Linked DNA regions of Gossypium hirsutum: region 1 is linked to region 2. Evidence: chromatin contacts called from public Hi-C data. All regions are on one chromosome and are shown on one strand. The core of a region is the stretch at or near the end of the contact, and the rest is flanking DNA. Distances in the headings are between cores, read along the strand shown. Region 1 holds the start of LOC107922242 (CTL-like protein DDB_G0288717). Region 2 holds the start of LOC107922329 (peptidyl-prolyl cis-trans isomerase).

Region 1 (3,601 bases), core at 637-3,136, 880 kb before region 2:
ATGCATAAAGGAACTAAATGAATTTCATATACTAACATAAAAGTCCATTCCAAGAAACACCAGGAGGAGAGGAACACACTCTGAGTTGTTGTTAGGAACAAGATCGTTGACCATTCTTCACTCCATTCAATCAAATGCAAAACAATGTTGTCAAATTGAATCCACAAGTCCAAACCAAAGTGAATTATCACGATTGTGATCTTCCATACTCAAGTACAAATACTATACTCATATACATCATGCAGCTATCAACCATACTAAAATCGATGTTATCAACTATGTGCCATTACAATTATCCTAAGCTTTATCACCAAGATCATAATCTTTGATAATTAATCTATTTAAACAGTCAGGTATTCATAATGTAAGCATGCATCCAAAGTTCAAAGCAGCCACTCAGAAACACAAAAATATAAGTTCCAATTCAAGCTTAGTTTGAACTACCCTCACAAAGAAGCACAAATCATCTATAATAATATATTGAAATGCAAAGATCTTTATTCAGAAAAGCTAAAAACAGTAGCAAGTTACCTCAAAGATCTCCTTATGCTCCGGTGAGGTTTCGTATCATCTTTGGAGAAGTACCACTGAGCAATGGTGCCACTGGTAACATAAACCTGAGCTTCCACCATACTGGTCAAGGACCACAACATTGTCAAAATAGCCAATGTAAAATAAGCAGGCACCCAGCTATCTTGTTTCCAAACACAAGTATACTCCCCATTCGATTCTTTAGCCACAATTTTCCCATTAAACCTAGAAAACACCAAGAACACAACAATTGACGCATAATAAGCCAACAATCCAACGGTCAACAACGGTATCACCAAAAACAACCCTAAATTCCTCGAAAGCGCATCGGAAGCAACCCCGATAATCCTCACAGTCAACTCGATCCGATGCCAATTAGCCACAATGATCCAAACAATAACCCCAACTATTAACAAAATGAAAATAAGCACCAGAATTCTATAGACCAAAGGGAAAGCATCACTACAAGAAGAGCTCAAGGTACAAGCAACGAACCAATAAACATCAAAGAAAACCGGCATGATTATAAAGAAAGGAAGCAAGACATAAACGATCTGCTTGGTGTAGTGTTTGAGTAATAAAAGCAAAAGCAAACATATGGGTACACTTAAAACTGAAGTTATCACAAGGGTCCATACTAAATACGTCCAAAGACTGGAACTTGACAACGCAAAAAATGAAGTTTCAGAGACCCATAATTGACTTGATAAAAAGGAAGTATCTTGAACGCACGAAGTGGAATTGGAATCGTAGGTGAAGGCCGAAACGTTGGAGTAGTTGCCGTTTCGATGGAAGATTGAGAAAATACCGAAAGCGAAAGTGCAGAGGACGAAGAGAAGGAAGAGGATGAGGAAAGGGAGGTCTTTGAAAGGTCTGGGCCCGTAATTGAAAGAGATCTGGAGGGACTGAGTTGGGTCGGATTCGGAGGGGCCGGATTGAGGTGGTTCTTCGATTGGAGGAGATGGGTAGGCAGAGCCGGTGGTGGGTTTGAAGAGGAGAGGTTCGGTGGAGGAAGCGGCGTCGTATAGAGATGTGGGTTTGGAAGTGGTGGTATCTTCTTCCGTGCTGCCCATCGCAGCGACGAATCAAGGGACGGAGAAAACAAAACAACCGTGGGGAGAGACGTTTTATCTGATTAGCAAGAAGAAATTTTAGGACTTTGGCTTTCAATAATTATTGTTTTGTTCGTTTTAGTACTTTTTGGGGGGATTTATTTAATTTTAAATTTATTTGGGGGTTTTTGTTTGACTGTTTGTTCATGGAATGGAAGCCGAATTACTAAACTGAGAGCTGGAGAAGAAGATGAGTGGGTTTGGACCGTTTGGTCGTGGTGGAACGGAACTGTTGAAGTGCCACGTGGAACTATTCATTACTAAAATAAATATGAGATAAGTCCATTATTTTCGGGTGAACTATTACTTAAAAATGTCAAAGAAATATAGTTTTTTTTAAATAATTATAATTAAATTTCAATAATATATTTTTAATTATTAGAAAAACACTAAGTGAATTTAACAAGTGTACATAATGAAGTAGTTGGAGTTGATGACCACGATTCATGGTATCAAAAAGCAACAACAAAGGCGTTCAATCCATTTTTGTTTTTTCATCTTGTTAATTTTAGTATTAAAGTGGTAATTTATGACAGATTTTGTCACTCTTAGATCAATCCTTTTTTTCTTGTGATCTAAGGGAAAGATTATACCTACTTGGTGATTTACCATAACATAAAATTATCTTTACTTAATACATTATCAAATATATTATATTTTTTATTTCATTTATTTAACTCAAATATAAAATCTTATTATTTAAAGTATGAAAAATATTATTACACAAAATGTTATATTTTCTCAACTAAAAGTAGTACGACAAAATGTTATAGAGTAGACATGCTAAATTTTCTCAACTAATAATAATTAAGTTATCATTATCGGTTGTAAAGAATATAGTTTTATATATATTTGATTCTCTAATTTTATAAAAAAAATTATTTTAGTATTTTATTTAATTTTGACCTAATTGCATAAAATACCCTCAACGTTTATAGATTTTTAGGTTTGGGCCCTTAATCCCTTTTTTTATTGACATCCTCAATATTACGATTTTTTAAAAATTAGTCTAATTTTAACGGTAAACGTGAGTTAACCGTCAATCAAATGACAAGTTAACGAAATAACCTATGTGTCATGTCACATTAGCACAATGTTATAGATGACATCATCAAAACAATTTTCTTTCCCATATTCTTTCTTTCTCTCTTCCCTTCTCATTGTTGCTCCAATAAAACATTTTTTTCTCAACGTTTTCCCAAATTTTCTCTCTTTCCAAACACCCAAATTCAAATTGAAAATACATATTTCAAAAAATAAAGAATAGAAATTAATAAATTACAAAAGATGATTAAACTCACACAAAATTATTTTTGAAACAAACAAAGAAATGGCAGACTCAATCTTAAAAAAATGAAAAAGGAAACATTAACGTTGAAGTAGTAGAACAAGAAAAGTTTCATTGTCTTTCTCTGTTCAGTCTCTGTGATTAACTTGTGAGCTAACTGAATTTAACTCAAGAGAGAAAAAGAATGAATCAGGAAGCGTTTATTTATAGCTTCATTGCTCGAGGAACAACGATCTTGGCTGAATACACTGAGTTCACTAGGAATTTCCCAGCAATCGCAGCTTAGTGTTTGCAGAAACTCACTTCTTCCAACAACAAGTTTACTTACAATTGTGATCACCATTCCTTTAATTTTCTTGATGAAGATGATTATGGTAATTCCCAGAACTTTGATCTTTTTCTTTCTTTCTCTGTTTTTTTTCCAGAAACAAATAGGATTGTGGAAGGTTTAAAAGCTGAATTTTGGAGGTTAAAGTTGATAGATCTAGCTCAATTAGTATAAAATGGGATGTGGAATTTGCTGAATTTTTGTTAAAACACTAGAAAGTTAGCTTCTTTTTGTTGTAGGGATTCGTTTTATTCCATTTGGCTGGTGAGAAACTGAAGAAAATGGTGGTGTGCATATAAATATAAATATATATGTATCTATATTATGTTTTAATGGATTTCA
Region 2 (4,061 bases), core at 1,433-3,932:
TTTTTACTAAACTTATCTCTTTTTTTTCTGTAACTCTAGTTACTAGATTAATTGAATGTTTGAGTAAATTTCGGTTTTAAAATTTTGAATTTTTTAAATTTGTAAAACCACAAAGCAAATAAAAAATGAATAAGATCAAAATGAGTAATATTTAATTTTGTTTGTATGTGTGAAAGTTCCAAAATAATTATTTTTATGAGATTAGACGTGGAAAAATTAGCTATAAAATTCTTACAACAACCAATTCCAATAAAAAGGTAGAACAAATTAAATTGGTAAGACCACTCCCAAGGCTTCTAATATAAGATTCTAGAGAAATTAGAAAGTTTTTCTTACTGCATTCGATATGAATTTTTATTTATTGTTACATCTTTTAAAAAAATTACTAATTTTAACTAGCTATTACCCTTTGACTTGAGGCGCACCGTACCAAACATGTACAACAAAGTCTAAGAAAATTTATCCTTTTTTTTATTTAAATTCAATGATAAAATTGACCATTAATGTTTGTATATTTTGTCAAAATAATTCTAATTGTATTTTTAAGTATTTTTTGACTATCAAACTTGGTTTTTTTTTAATTTATTTTTTCCAACAGATTTAATAAAAATATCATTAAAAATTAACAGGGATAATATAAAATTTCATATGTAGAATATTTTTAAAGATATATAATTTATTATTTAGATAATTCAATAAGATAATTGAGCGTGAAAAATAATAAAATAAGTAAATAATACATTAAATTAAAAAACTCTTAATTTAAAGAAAATAAGCGTAATTATCTAAAAAAATTAACTCTTTAAAAAAATTTCTCAATAAACAAATATATAAAAAATTAAAAGAAAACAAGTATTAAAACCTTGAATTTATTCATTAAATTTATTAGACAAAATAGATTAAAAAAACAAAAATTGATAAAAAAACTCAAAAATGAAAAAAAGAACAATGGTTAATAGTAAAAAAATTTAAAAATACAATTACGACCATACATTAGTATTTAAATTTATTATTGATGGTGAATTTGAATAGGCGGTGCGTTTACCTGCAGTTAGTGTAAAAACAGTGGTGGCGGTAAAATTAGATACTATAACGATACTGTAGCATAAGACAAAAAGTAAACTACCTATCAAACCCACCTTGAGTCAAGCACATTAGTCCGACCAACATCCACACCTCGGGAAAAATCGAAGAACCCCAAGGCCAAGCGGTGGTGGGACGCCACATCTGAAACGAGGCTCTATTTCCATCACAAAACAAATAACCTTGTCTCTCTCCACGTATCACCTGCTTTGATTTTTTGCCTTACAGCTGAGGCTGTGGATCAATCTCCAAGGACCCCATCTCCTTCACAAGTGTCTATGTAACCATAATTATTCAAAACAACCCATGAGATTATTTGGATATTTTGTCTTCATCTTCTTAAGTTTATCTGCAAAAATATCTTTATTTTAAAAATCCATTTCCACAATTGACTAGGTCTAAACAATTTACACCACCGATGACTAAATACCAATGCTTTTGATTACACCGCACGGAGCGGCCAGTGGGTGAGGTTTCTACTGCCGAGAAGAAGCCATTGCCAAAAATTAAAAACACAGGTAGACAGAGATTATTATGATGATGAAAAAGAGTATCTTATTTAATGGTAGTTAATCATAAAAACTACATAAAGCAAGTTCTTGAAAACCACCAAACCCAGTGACGATAAAAACAGCACCATAAAAGAGTCTAAATGACAGACATTAAATATTCTAGACATTAGACAACATCCCAGCTTAACACATAGTTCTCTTTTTCTTCTCTAAGAGAGCTGTCCGCAGTCAGCGACAACAACGGGCTTGGAAGTTCTTCCACTGCTAGACCCAACTTTCTCAATGGCTTTCACCACATCCATGCCTTCAACAACTTGTCCAAACACAACGTGCTTTCCGTCGAGCCACTCAGTCTTAGCCGTGCAAATGAAGAACTGAGATCCGTTAGTTCCCGGTCCAGCGTTAGCCATTGAGAGAATACCGGGACCAGTGTGCTTCTTGATGAAGTTCTCGTCAGCGAACTTTGATCCGTAGATGGATTCACCTCCGGTACCGTTTCCGGCGGTGAAGTCACCTCCTTGGCACATAAAGTTAGGGATCACACGATGGAAAGAAGAGCTTTTGTAGTGGAGGGGCTTACCGCTGCGGCCGACGCCTTTCTCGCCAGTACAGAGGGCACGGAAGTTCTCCGCAGTGCGAGGAGTGCAATCTGCGAAAAGCTCCATCACAATCCGACCAGCGGGCTGACCACCGATCGTCATGTCAAAGAAGACCTTGGGATTTGAGGCCATAGTGATGATACTAAGATTTCTGAGAAGGAGAAGAAGATTTGTGATATTTTCTGCTTCAATGAGTAGGTATAGGGTTTGAACGGAGAGAGAGGAGTTTTTATATAGAAAGGAGAGGGATCTGGACCGTTGAGAGATGGAAACGTGGATTGATCGCGACGGGTAAATATTAACCAGCGTAAGGTATAGGTTCAACTAGAGTTAGTCCATTTGGTAACCGAGGGGCCCTTTGGCTTGGCGGCATATGCTTTTTGTCGGTATTCACGGATTAGTAAAGTAGTAGCTAGTACTGTACGAGTTTAATTTTACTTTTGGTGGGCCTTCTCATTTTTATCACAGTCCATCGAACAAAAACCCTTTCTTTTATACCTATACTATTTTCTCCAAATTTGAGATATTCCTCTCTATATTTTATTTCTCAGATGTCAAAATTAAATTCTAAAATTTTAAATCGCATACGCTTTTTTTCTTAAATGTATTTTTACAATTAAAATAATTTATAATTTTAAAATTTTTAAGGGATTGAAATAATAATTTTTTTTTATTTTAAGAGAGTCTGGGCACTTACTAGTCCTCTTGGCACCGTCCATGTTATGTAAATTTGATTTTTGCTAATTTATTACATATGACTGCTAACTTCTATTAGCTGTTTGCATATAAATTATTAAATTACTTATCTATAGGTCGATAATGATTAACAATATTATCTAATTGGCCTAAGTTTTAGTAGATTAGATTATGAATTTTTTTTATAAAATAAAAGGATAAATTTATAATTAATATTCTTAGGTCAGTAGAAAAATAAAATGAAATTTATTAACATTATATTTAAATTTAAAATTTAAAATTTTAATTTTTAATCATTTGTATTATGTTTATGTTTTATATCAATAAAAAAACCATAGCATACATGATCCAAATGTGGAGTGTATTTAAGAAAAAAAAGCTAAGAGAAAACTAAGAAAATGGGGTTGTAGACTTGTAGTTGAGGCAGCAATCCCGCAGGTTTACTAATAATAAAAAAATTCACAAGGTATGAGATGAGATGCGGGGCAGCGGGAGGCCACTTTTCCGCTTATTTTCCTTTCTTTGTTTTTTTAAATGATGCGGCTTATTTTCATAAATAATAAGTTAAAACTCAAAAAGACTGATTTAGACTTTAGAGAGAGAGAGCGACACTGCTTCAGACATGGAGCATGCTAGGTAGGTACAAATCTAGTCCTTTTCAGTTCTTTAATTTTTAAAATAAGTAAATTGATCATTAAATTTAATCTTTATTAAATTTAAAAGTAATAATTAATCACGGCCTTTCATTAATTATATATAATTTTAATTAGTATGATAATAAATTTAACTTTTAATATTTACATATATTTTTTTATATTGACTTTAATTCTAAAATACTTAATAAATTTAACATCAATATTTACGCAATTACACAAATATGGTGAGATGAATTTATGAAATTAAGATTAAATTGATAAATTTTATAAATTTGTGGATTACATTTATTATTAAACCAATTAAAATTATGTTCTATGGTTCAATTTATTCTAGTAATAGCGGACCCCCTGCCTCACAAAGCTTATTTTAGCATCTCGTGTCTGCAAAAAAAAAAAAGCATATATTATTATAATATTGCAGTTAGCTTCTCGATGAAACCTATGGTGTCCCTCCAACCACCCTTTATGCTCTGCTCTGCTGCTTTTGCTTGGGAAAGGGCGTTAGCATAAAGTAA

What was found. Hi-C and Micro-C count contacts between places; a contact is called where the count stands out from the background.
Region 1: a Hi-C map of leaf shows a contact between it and region 2, with 2.4 times the contacts expected there. The contact joins the promoter of LOC107922242 here to the promoter of LOC107922329 in region 2. A contact is called at or near these places in 2 of 34 Hi-C or Micro-C datasets (both in leaf).

Annotation. Positions count from the first base shown.
Region 1 is chrD01:54,863,097-54,866,697 of Gossypium_hirsutum_v2.1, reverse strand. LOC107922242 (CTL-like protein DDB_G0288717) reads right to left here and starts at 1,886. Exons shown (of 3, transcript XM_016852162.2): 1 at 532-1,886. The coding sequence starts at 1,604.
Region 2 is chrD01:53,986,471-53,990,531 of Gossypium_hirsutum_v2.1, reverse strand. LOC107922329 (peptidyl-prolyl cis-trans isomerase) reads right to left here and starts at 2,682. Exons shown (of 1, transcript XM_016852317.2): 1 at 1,622-2,682. The coding sequence starts at 2,326. The coding sequence ends at 1,805.